2 separate regions of the Sus scrofa genome follow, and region 2 is linked to region 1. A link is a contact called in public HiChIP or PLAC-seq data. All regions are on one chromosome and are shown on one strand. The core of a region is the stretch at or near the end of the contact, and the rest is flanking DNA. Distances in the headings are between cores, read along the strand shown. Region 1 overlaps EHD2 (EH domain-containing protein 2). Region 2 overlaps SPHK2 (sphingosine kinase 2).

Region 1 (4,301 bases), core at 1,269-3,768:
TTCAACCTCAGGGCCTTTGCATATGCTACTCTCTGCCTGGAACTCTGCCCGGTCTCCCAAATACTGGCTCCCTCACTTACTTTTGATGGCACTTCCTCACAGAGGCCATGCCAGGGGCAGCAATTGCCCCAAGCACTGCCATCCAATTCCTTTCTATCTTTGTTGTTCCATTCGCAGCACTTATCACGGCTCATCATTATTTTATTTATCTGTTACTTTACTCTTCCGTTTCCTTCCCTCAGAGTGTGAGCTCCAGGAGGGCTGGAACCTTGTCTGTTCCCTCTGTTCACAGTGTGCAGAGAAAATACTCAAGAAATATTTGTGGAATAAGCCGATGAACCTGAGAAGCTTTGAGCCACAATCTCCAAAGTTATCAAAAAGCAAACAAGGAGAGAAGAAAAATGAGCACGTCCTATTTTTTTTTCCATGGAAAGCTCAGTAATTAATGGATATGCTTAAATAAAAATTGAATGTATCTGGAAAAGGACACAAGAAACTATTCATGAGGGTTCCCTGTAGGGAAGAGGACCTGACACGGGAAGGAGAGAGCACAGCTGACAGCATGAATGCTTCCCCTTGAGATGGTCTTAAATGTTCGATTAAAAACACTTCTTAAAAAGTGCTTTTAATGAGTCATAGGTTTAGAATGCTAAGTGTTTGGTGGCACCTGGCAGGCTCTGAATCCTCATCTCCTCCTATCTCCACCACCCTGCCTCCTCCAGCATCCCTGGGCTCCTTGTCCAAGCATGTCCTGGCCTCAGGACCTTGGCACTTGCTGTTCTCTCTGCCTGGTCTGGTCTCCTCCAGATCTCCACTCGGCTCTGCTCCTTCCCCTCCTTCAGGTCTCTGCTCAAACATCACCTCCTCCAAGACACCCTCCCTGATGTCCCTAATCTCTAAAATAGTCCCTCGCCAGTGTCTCCTCTGCTTCATTTTTCTTCATAATCCTTATCACACGCAATAAAATGTTAGAGGTTAATTTGTTTAATATTTCTCTTCCCCATTAAAAAACACTTCTACAAGAAACTTCATCTGGCTTGTTCCCTACTGTATACCGTGGCCTAGAACAGTGCAGGAGCACACTGGAGGCACTCAATAACTGTTGAATGAATGGTATGGAGCCGCTTCAGAGAGCGCGGTATGAAGGTTCAGGCCTCTTTAGAAGCAGAACCTCCCAGGAGCTTGGCCTCAGGCATCACAGCTCAGTGAAATCTCCCCTTCTAGCAGCAGCTGTCACTTCAAAGAGCAGAGCCCGAGGACCCATCCACACCCTATGTGGTTACATACGGGGAAACTGAGGCACGGGGGCGGTGTGGTGGGGGAGACGCAGGGTAGTTACCAGGGGTAACCCAGGCTTTGCGCGGCTGGGGAGGGAAACGGTGTAGGCAGTCGGTTGGTGGCTGCATCAAGCGTGTCAGAAGGGGATATGTGCGGGTGACACGGGGCAGGGAAAAGGCAGCGAGCCTTGCTCACAGTGGACCCTGCGTCCTGAGCGGCCCTGGGGAGCCAGAGACGGATCAGCAGGCCGAAGGGAAAGGAGCCGTCTGCAGATCTGAGGGGCCAATCAGAGCAGGGGTGTGGCCAGGCCGGTGGGTGGGGCCTGCGAGAGCGGGCCAATGGGGGCAGGGAGCGGGGCCGAAGGGTGGCTCCTCGGGGACCCAGAAGAAGGGAGGCGGAGGGCGCTAATGGCTTTTCCAGAGAGGAAGCAGGGGAAGGTGCCAGGAAGAGATAAGGTGGGTGGGCGGGCTGGGCCGGGGCTCGGGTCCCGGACTCCGGGGTTTGTCTGGGTTTCCGGAGCCGCCTCCTGCTTGGTGGGGGCACCAGGTGTCCGGCCCCACCCCACCCCTCGGTCCCACGGACCCTGAGCTGGAGAGTTCCCGCTGCTGTCTGCTTCCTAGAGGGGGCTGGGGGGCTGGAGTCCACGGGGGAAAAGGGTGAACCAGGGGGAGACTGCGGGGCGGGAGGGGAGAGGGGAAGGAGGGCTGAGAGGGAGGGATGGAGAGAGACAGGAGAGGGAAAAGAGAATGAATGAGGGAAGGGAGACGGCAAAACGAAATAACAGAAAAACAGGAGTTCCGTCGTGGCGCAGCGGGAAACGAAGATGACTAGCATCCATGAGGACACAGGTTCGATCCCTGGCCTGGCTCAATGGGTTAAGGATCCAGCGTTGCCATGAGCTGTGGTGTGGGTCGCAGACACGGCTCTGATCCCACGTTGCTGTGACTGTGGTGTAGGCCAAAGGCTACAGCTCCCATTGGGCCCCTAGCCTGGGAACCTCCATATGCCATGGGTGCGGCCCTAAAAAGACAAAAAAAGAAAAAGAAAAAAGGGAAAGAGAGAGAGGGAAACTGAGAAAGAGGTAGAAATGAGGAGATATACATAGAGAGAGAGAGTCTCAGACAATCCTGGGCAGAGGAGGAGAGAAAGGTGGATTCTGGAGGCTTCAGGAACAGACCACGCTGGGCCCCTCCCTCCCACCCCTCCCTCCCACGGAGGATTCCTGGGGTGGGGGTGGGGGCTCTGACTCACCCCCTCTCTGCTGCTCCTTAAACCAACACCTCAAGCTCCTCCACCCCCCACGACCTTCCCAGCGTCCCGCCTGCCCAGCTTCCTGCCCCACCTCCACCCTGGCGGGCAGCCGCCCCTGCGAATGTTCCTCTGGGCCTCCCAAATGCCTCTTAAACCAGTGCTCTCCTCCCCTTCCCCGAGGCCGGGTCCTGATCCAGGCTCCTCCTGTTCCCTGTGCCCTTGATCCCACCCCTCTCCTGCTCTGAATCCTTCATGGCTCCCCAGTGCCCTCAGGACAAAGCACAAGTTCCAGGCCACAGCCCTGGGTGATCTGACTCTCTACCTCCTCCCCAGGTTCAGATTCAGTTCCTCCCACAGTCTACACTGGCTTCAACACGCACATTTTTCCTCTTCCTCGAACTGGCCAGGTTTCTCATCTCCAGTCCCTGCACATGCTGGACCCTCTTTTTAGAATCCCTTCCCCTCCTCATCCTCCTTATCCTCCAGTTTGCAGCTCAGATGCCCTCTCCTCCAGGAAGCCCTTTCGGATTTCCCCTGGGCTCCACAGGCTCAGCCCTGACCATGCTGGAGGGCCAGTGTCTGGGGATGGAGCCGGCTTCTCCTCTGGATTGCCTTCATCACTGCCATGTCCTCAGCACCACCCAGCACAACAGGGTCAAGCACAGCAGAACTGTCTTTGTTTCCTTTTTACGGCCACACCTGTGGCATATGGAAGTGGCTAGGGGTCAAATGGGAGCTGCAACGGCCAGCCTACACCACAGCCACAGCAAGGCAAGATCCGAGCCCAATCTGCAACCTACGCCCCAGCTTGCAGGCAGTGCCGGGACCTTAACCCACTGAGCGAGACCAGGGATGGAACCCATGTCAGGATCTGCTGAGCCACAGTGGGAACTCCCAGGAGAACTTTCCTGGATTAGAGAACTAACTTCTCAGAGCTGAGGTCAAGGACCAGCAGCCACGGTTCAGAGGAAGGGCAAGAACCACCTCTGCCTCCCCGTCCCCATCCCCGCTCAGCCCGCCCCGCATCTCGGCTCACCCGCACCAGCCGGGCTCTCTTCACCAGATCATTGAGCTTGCGCAGCGCGGCGTGGCGCGGCAGGCCCTGGATGTCTCGGAAGAGGTCTTGCTCCTCCAGCTCGAAGAGGCGCCGGTTGTCGGGCACCAGGAGTGGTTGGGACCAGAAGGAACCGATGTAGACGCGCAGCACCTCAGGCGTGCCCACCACCTTGCCCAGCGCCCACATGAGCGCCCCGTAGACGCGCATCAGCTGCTGCGTCTCCACCATGTCAGCCTTGTTGAGCACCACGCGGATCTTGTCCTCGTGGCCACGCAGGGCGCCGATGGCCTCGGAGAACTCGTCCGAGATCTCCAGCTTGTGGGCATCGAAGAGCAGGATGATGAGGTCCACGCGCTCGGCGAACCAGCGCAGCACGGCCGGGAAGTCGTAGCCTGGGGGCGGGGGGCGGGGGGCACAGGGGCGTCAGGAGCACAGGTCAGCCCCGGAGTCCTTTGGATTCATGTTGGACCGCAGGGATGTGCAGGTTGTTAACCATCGCAATTTCGGTCTATGGGAAACAGCCGAGGCCCCAAGAGAACCCCACAGTTCTGGTCCCTAGGCCCCCCAAATTTCCCCCATCACTCTGGCATCCGTTGCTGGGGACAATCACCCCCCCCATCTTTCCATGCATTCATTAGGCAGATATTAGCCGTGTGCACTGGTTTGGTTATTAAAACACTAAAGTGCTTCCTAATAGATTTCTTGGGTTTCTGTG
Region 2 (4,301 bases), core at 595-3,094, 550 kb before region 1:
CTTCTCTAACAAGAGGTGCCTGGGCTTGTCTCATAGACTTTGCCATGTTTTTATGTAAGACAACTACTTGAAGCAGTGAGTACTGGCCTATAAACCAAATCTAGACTAGCAGCTTCTCCTGCCACGGGGCCCTGTTGCTAGGGACTGGATTTACCTTAGTGAGCGGGGACTAGGCTTTAATGAAACGGGGTTGGATGGGCATCTTTTGGAGCTCTAGATGGGCCTTGTTATTGAAGGACTGGAGAACTCTCTACAGAATGATGTGGGGAGCTCTCAGGATAGACCCCTTTGCAGCCAGGGACTGTTGGGCAGCTGCCTGGCCTCTCTTCAAAGTCAGAGACTGGCTGTGACGGTTGGGACCACTTAGACCTCACTTTTGTGTGCTGAGGAAGGATGAGGTTGCCGTTGCAACTCGGTCAAAGAGTCCTAGCCCTGGAAGGATTTTTGGGGACACTGGACCCCATCACTAGGAAGCCTAGGCTTTCCTTAGCAACCAGGTTCTGGAAAAGTGATGTATAGGTCAGTGCTTTTTGTTGGGAGAAGCCCGCAGACCCTGAAGGCCTTGTTGCTAGGGAACAAGCACCCTTAGCAAACCAGGAGCTAATTGCAGGCCATTTGTCAAGTGAACAGAGCTTAGGACTGCTTTGCTCCGTGGGCACCTGAAGCTCAGTTGCCTGGGGTGAGAGGCCATCTCATGCCTTAGCTATTGCTAGGGGGCCTCCTGCTCTCCTTTGCGACAAGGCCCTAAAAGACTAGACCCTTGGGTACCATCTCGGGGAGACCTGGTATCCTTTAGGCCCATTGCTGGGTGAGAAGCAGCCCCAGGGGTCTCTTGGATGCGTTCGGGTCTTTGGAGAAACGAGCAAAGCTGTTCTTCATTTCCCCCGCCGGGGCTGGGCCCCCCTCCGGACCTCAGTGCTTTCCCACCCTCCCAGGATGAGAAATATTGGAGCCGGCGGTACAAGAATAACGAGGCAGCCAAGCGGTCTCGCGATGCCCGGAGGCTCAAGGAGAACCAGATATCTGTGCGGGCGGCCTTCCTGGAAAAGGAGAATGCCCTGCTGCGGCAGGAGGTGGTGGCCGTGCGCCAGGAGCTGTCCCACTACCGCGCCGTGCTGTCCCGCTACCAGGCCCAGCACGGAGCCCTGTGAGGCCGCCTCCACCCCCACCAGGTGGAGCTCTCCTCCCTGTTGCTCAGACTTGAGCCCTGACGCCCTCTTCCCTCCCCGCCCTGTGGCCCACGGGCTGGCCAGCTGGGTGCCCCAGGGACGTAATGATGCAGATAAATACATTTATATTTTTAAGAAAAAGCGAGCCTCCCCCCTCCCTCGCGGGGGCGGGGAGGGTCCTCTGTGTGTGCTCCTGGCACGTTGGGGACCCCATCCTCCCACCGCCTCCGTTAACACGATCCTGAATAAATCTTGAGAACCCTAGAGCCAGCTGTCGTGGGGGAGGAGGCAACTCCCTGGCCTCCGTTCAAGGCCAGCAGGTCACACTGGCTGCAGTTCATGGGCAGGTCTGGGCTTCTGTCCATAAAAGGCAGGAGCTGCTGGAAGTGCCGTAAGTCTGAACCATCCCACGGGCTGCCAGATTGAGGAAAGGCCGAGGGCCTGAGAGTGATGAAGCCACTGCCTTTATTGCATAGACCTTTTCAATTGCTTTGACAACTGGGAGCAGGGGACGCACAAGAGACAGAAGACAGGGGACACGAACTTCCCCGCCCCACCCGCGGGGAGAGGAACATTAGTGCAAGTCGGTGCGCCGGCCCCGGGGAACCTGCCCCTCCTCGGCTGATTGGCCAGCTTAGTGGAGGCACCGCAGTGGATAGGGCGAGACCCTCCCGCCCATACATTCTAGGTCGCGTCATTGGACCACTTTTAGGACAGGCTCCGCCCTCAGCCGACCTAGCCTCCTAAGAGCGCGCGAGGAGCTCCGCCCTCGATCAGGCACTACCCTTGGGGCGAGCCTATTTCTTCAGGATCCTCTCCCCCAGGAATTCGGGACACCCTCCCCTATCACCTAGGGGAAGGCGCAATCCTGAGACTGGGCCAGGACCCGTGCGGCCTCCGTCCTGACTGTAGCAGCCACGCCGCACCCCCAACTCAGGCCCCGCCCCTGGCGGACTCCAGGCTTGGTTGGGTTCAGGGCTCCCGCCCAAGGCACCCCGGAGGACCAGTGAGCAGTGTACCAAGGCCCGGATGCATCTGCGCCTGCAATGGCCCATACTCCACCTGCTCCCCGTCCACTGTCAGCACGCCGCGGGGCGTGAGAGGCTCGAGGCGGAAGGCACGAGCCGCGGCATAGCCCAGCTGCGGACAGCCCAGGCTGAAGTGGCTGCCGTGCTCCATGGCCAGAAAAAGGCGCAGCAGTGCTGCCCGCGAGATGCCGCTGCGCACCCAACACAGGTGCACCAAGCCGTCGTCAAAGCGTGCGTGGGGGGCTGCCACCAGGTCAGCCCCTAGGTGACTGGGTGAGATGGCCAACATAAGCACAAAGTCCCCCTCCAATGTCACCCAGTCTGGGGGTAGTGGAGTGCCCAGAGGAGGGAGCAGGTGGTCGGGTGGGCCCCCAGTGGAGATGGCTACTGGGATATCAGGGGTGGGAGGCAGGAGCTCAGAGGATGCTGGCATTTCTGGGGCCCCCTCGGTGATGGGTGAAAGTTGAGCTGCCTTGGGGGAGCCAGGGGGCGAGGGCAGCAGTGGATCTGGGGATAGCGGGGCATCCCCAGCCCCACCCCAGTCACCAGCCAGCTCTGGGCACCCACCATTGAGGGACAGGACAGGTAGGGGTTCAGGTGAGCCAGGAGAGGTTAGGGTAGGCAGGGGCAGGGGCAGGGGCAGGTCAGACACAGAGCGATGCAGGGGTGAGTGGGCCACGGGTGGGGCTGGGGCCGGGGCCAGGGTCAACTCTGACTTGGCACGTGGCAGACCATGGGCAGGAGTGGGTGAGGCAGGTTCCACGGTGGCAGGGAGGTAGGAGAGGCGGCCGCGGTAGGTGTGCAGTGTAGCCAGTCCCAGCACTGTGCCCAGTGTGAAGCGAGCACTGCCCAGGGCTCTGAAGCGCTCGCTCTGGATATCCACGTCTGATATGAAGCCCCATGCCACAGACAGGAAGGAGAAACAGCGGGAGCCGGAGGCCAGCGTCACCGAGAGCAGGTCCAGTGGGCGGCCGCCACCCCGGCAGAGCAGCAAAGAGCAGTTGAGCAGCAGGTCAATGCCCAGGGCCGGCTCAAACCTTCACAGTCAGACATGGACAGACAACAGCGGGAAAGAGTCAAAGGGTCTGGGTGAGACACAGTGCCGGGTGGAGGAGAAACAGAGGATCGGCAGGGCAGCAGACACTGGGGGGAGACATCAGGAGGCTGAGTTCCAGGGCCCGCCCACCCACAGCCTTCTGGCCCGCTCTGGGCAGACTCTTCTTACTGGGCCAGGTTCCCTGTCAGTTCTTTCATTCCCTAGGCATCCACTGAGTGCCTCCTGTGTGCCAGGCACAGTTCTAGGCATTAGAGAGACAGCTGGGAACAAGACAGGTCAAAATGTCGGGGAGGGGTGTGGGGAGCACCCAGCCAGCATGATGGACTGGACTGGACTGGCCGAGGGGAAGATGGGAGGCGGTCCCTGTTGTCCCCGGAGGGCCCCTCCCACCTACCCCCCATGCTGGTTCACAGCTCCTGCCAGTGCGTTGCCAGAGCCACAGGGCAGGATGCCCACTGGGGTCTTCACAGCCTCTTCCCAGTCGGGGCGATCTAGGAGTCCATTCAGCACCTGGAGGGCGGGAGACGGGGCACCTAGGTGTTGGTCCTGGCCTCCGCAGTCCCCCGGGGCTCGGGCTTGAAGCAGGGTGCTCCTGCCCTACCTCGTACAGCAGCCCATCTCCCGAGACTGTGACGATGCCGTCCCACTCGCTCAGGCTCAGCCCCTGGACCAGCTCCCGGGCGTGGTTCTGTCGTTCTAACGTGGGGAACCAGGAAGTTAGGAAGGCTGTCCCACCCCTGGGCCACCACCCCTCCGCAGGGCTGGGGACTCCTAGCCCCCAGCTCCCGCCTCCATCCTCCCACCGCCCTCACCTGTCTGGATGAGGTTGAAGGACAGCCCAGCTTCAGAGATCATGGGCAGCACGTGGTTCTTACACCACTGCCAGGCCAGGCCCCGCCCCCCAAAGGGATTGACCAGTAGGAGCAATCGGGGCGGCCGAGGCAGAAGGTCAGGGGTGATGTCTGCAGAGAGAAGAAAAGGGGTCTAAGGGGTCAGGGACCCAGGCACCCCACCCCGGCAACAGTAACTGTGAACAGCCCCCAGGAG

What was found. HiChIP or PLAC-seq counts read pairs in DNA pulled down with a chosen protein or histone mark.
Region 2: an H3K27ac HiChIP or PLAC-seq map of skeletal muscle shows a contact between it and region 1. The contact joins two enhancer-like sites. A contact is called at or near these places in 2 of 2 datasets of contacts at active chromatin or transcription factors (alveolar macrophages and skeletal muscle).

What each region holds. Positions count from the first base shown.
Region 1 is chr6:53,430,863-53,435,163 of Sscrofa11.1, reverse strand. EHD2 (EH domain-containing protein 2) reads right to left here. Exons shown (of 6, transcript XM_003355959.4): 4 at 3,566-3,978. Among named protein-coding and RNA genes, the nearest start is that of EHD2, 9.5 kb to the right of the region's middle. Within about 2 kb of position 2,518, at least 43 of the 83 cell types and tissues checked have an H3K27ac peak or open chromatin away from gene starts, as enhancers often do. A contact at or near this core is called in alveolar macrophages and skeletal muscle, where this site is marked.
Region 2 is chr6:53,984,089-53,988,389 of Sscrofa11.1, reverse strand. It overlaps SPHK2 (sphingosine kinase 2), which reads right to left. Exons shown (of 6, transcript XM_021094684.1): 3 at 4,067-4,216; 4 at 3,856-3,950; 5 at 3,649-3,764; 6 at 1,611-3,234. The coding sequence ends at 2,142. It overlaps DBP (D site-binding protein), which reads left to right. Exons shown (of 4, transcript XM_003127286.6): 4 at 936-1,435. The coding sequence ends at 1,151. Among named protein-coding and RNA genes, the nearest start is that of SPHK2, 3.3 kb to the right of the region's middle. Within about 2 kb of position 1,844, at least 60 of the 83 cell types and tissues checked have an H3K27ac peak or open chromatin away from gene starts, as enhancers often do. A contact at or near this core is called in alveolar macrophages and skeletal muscle, where this site is marked.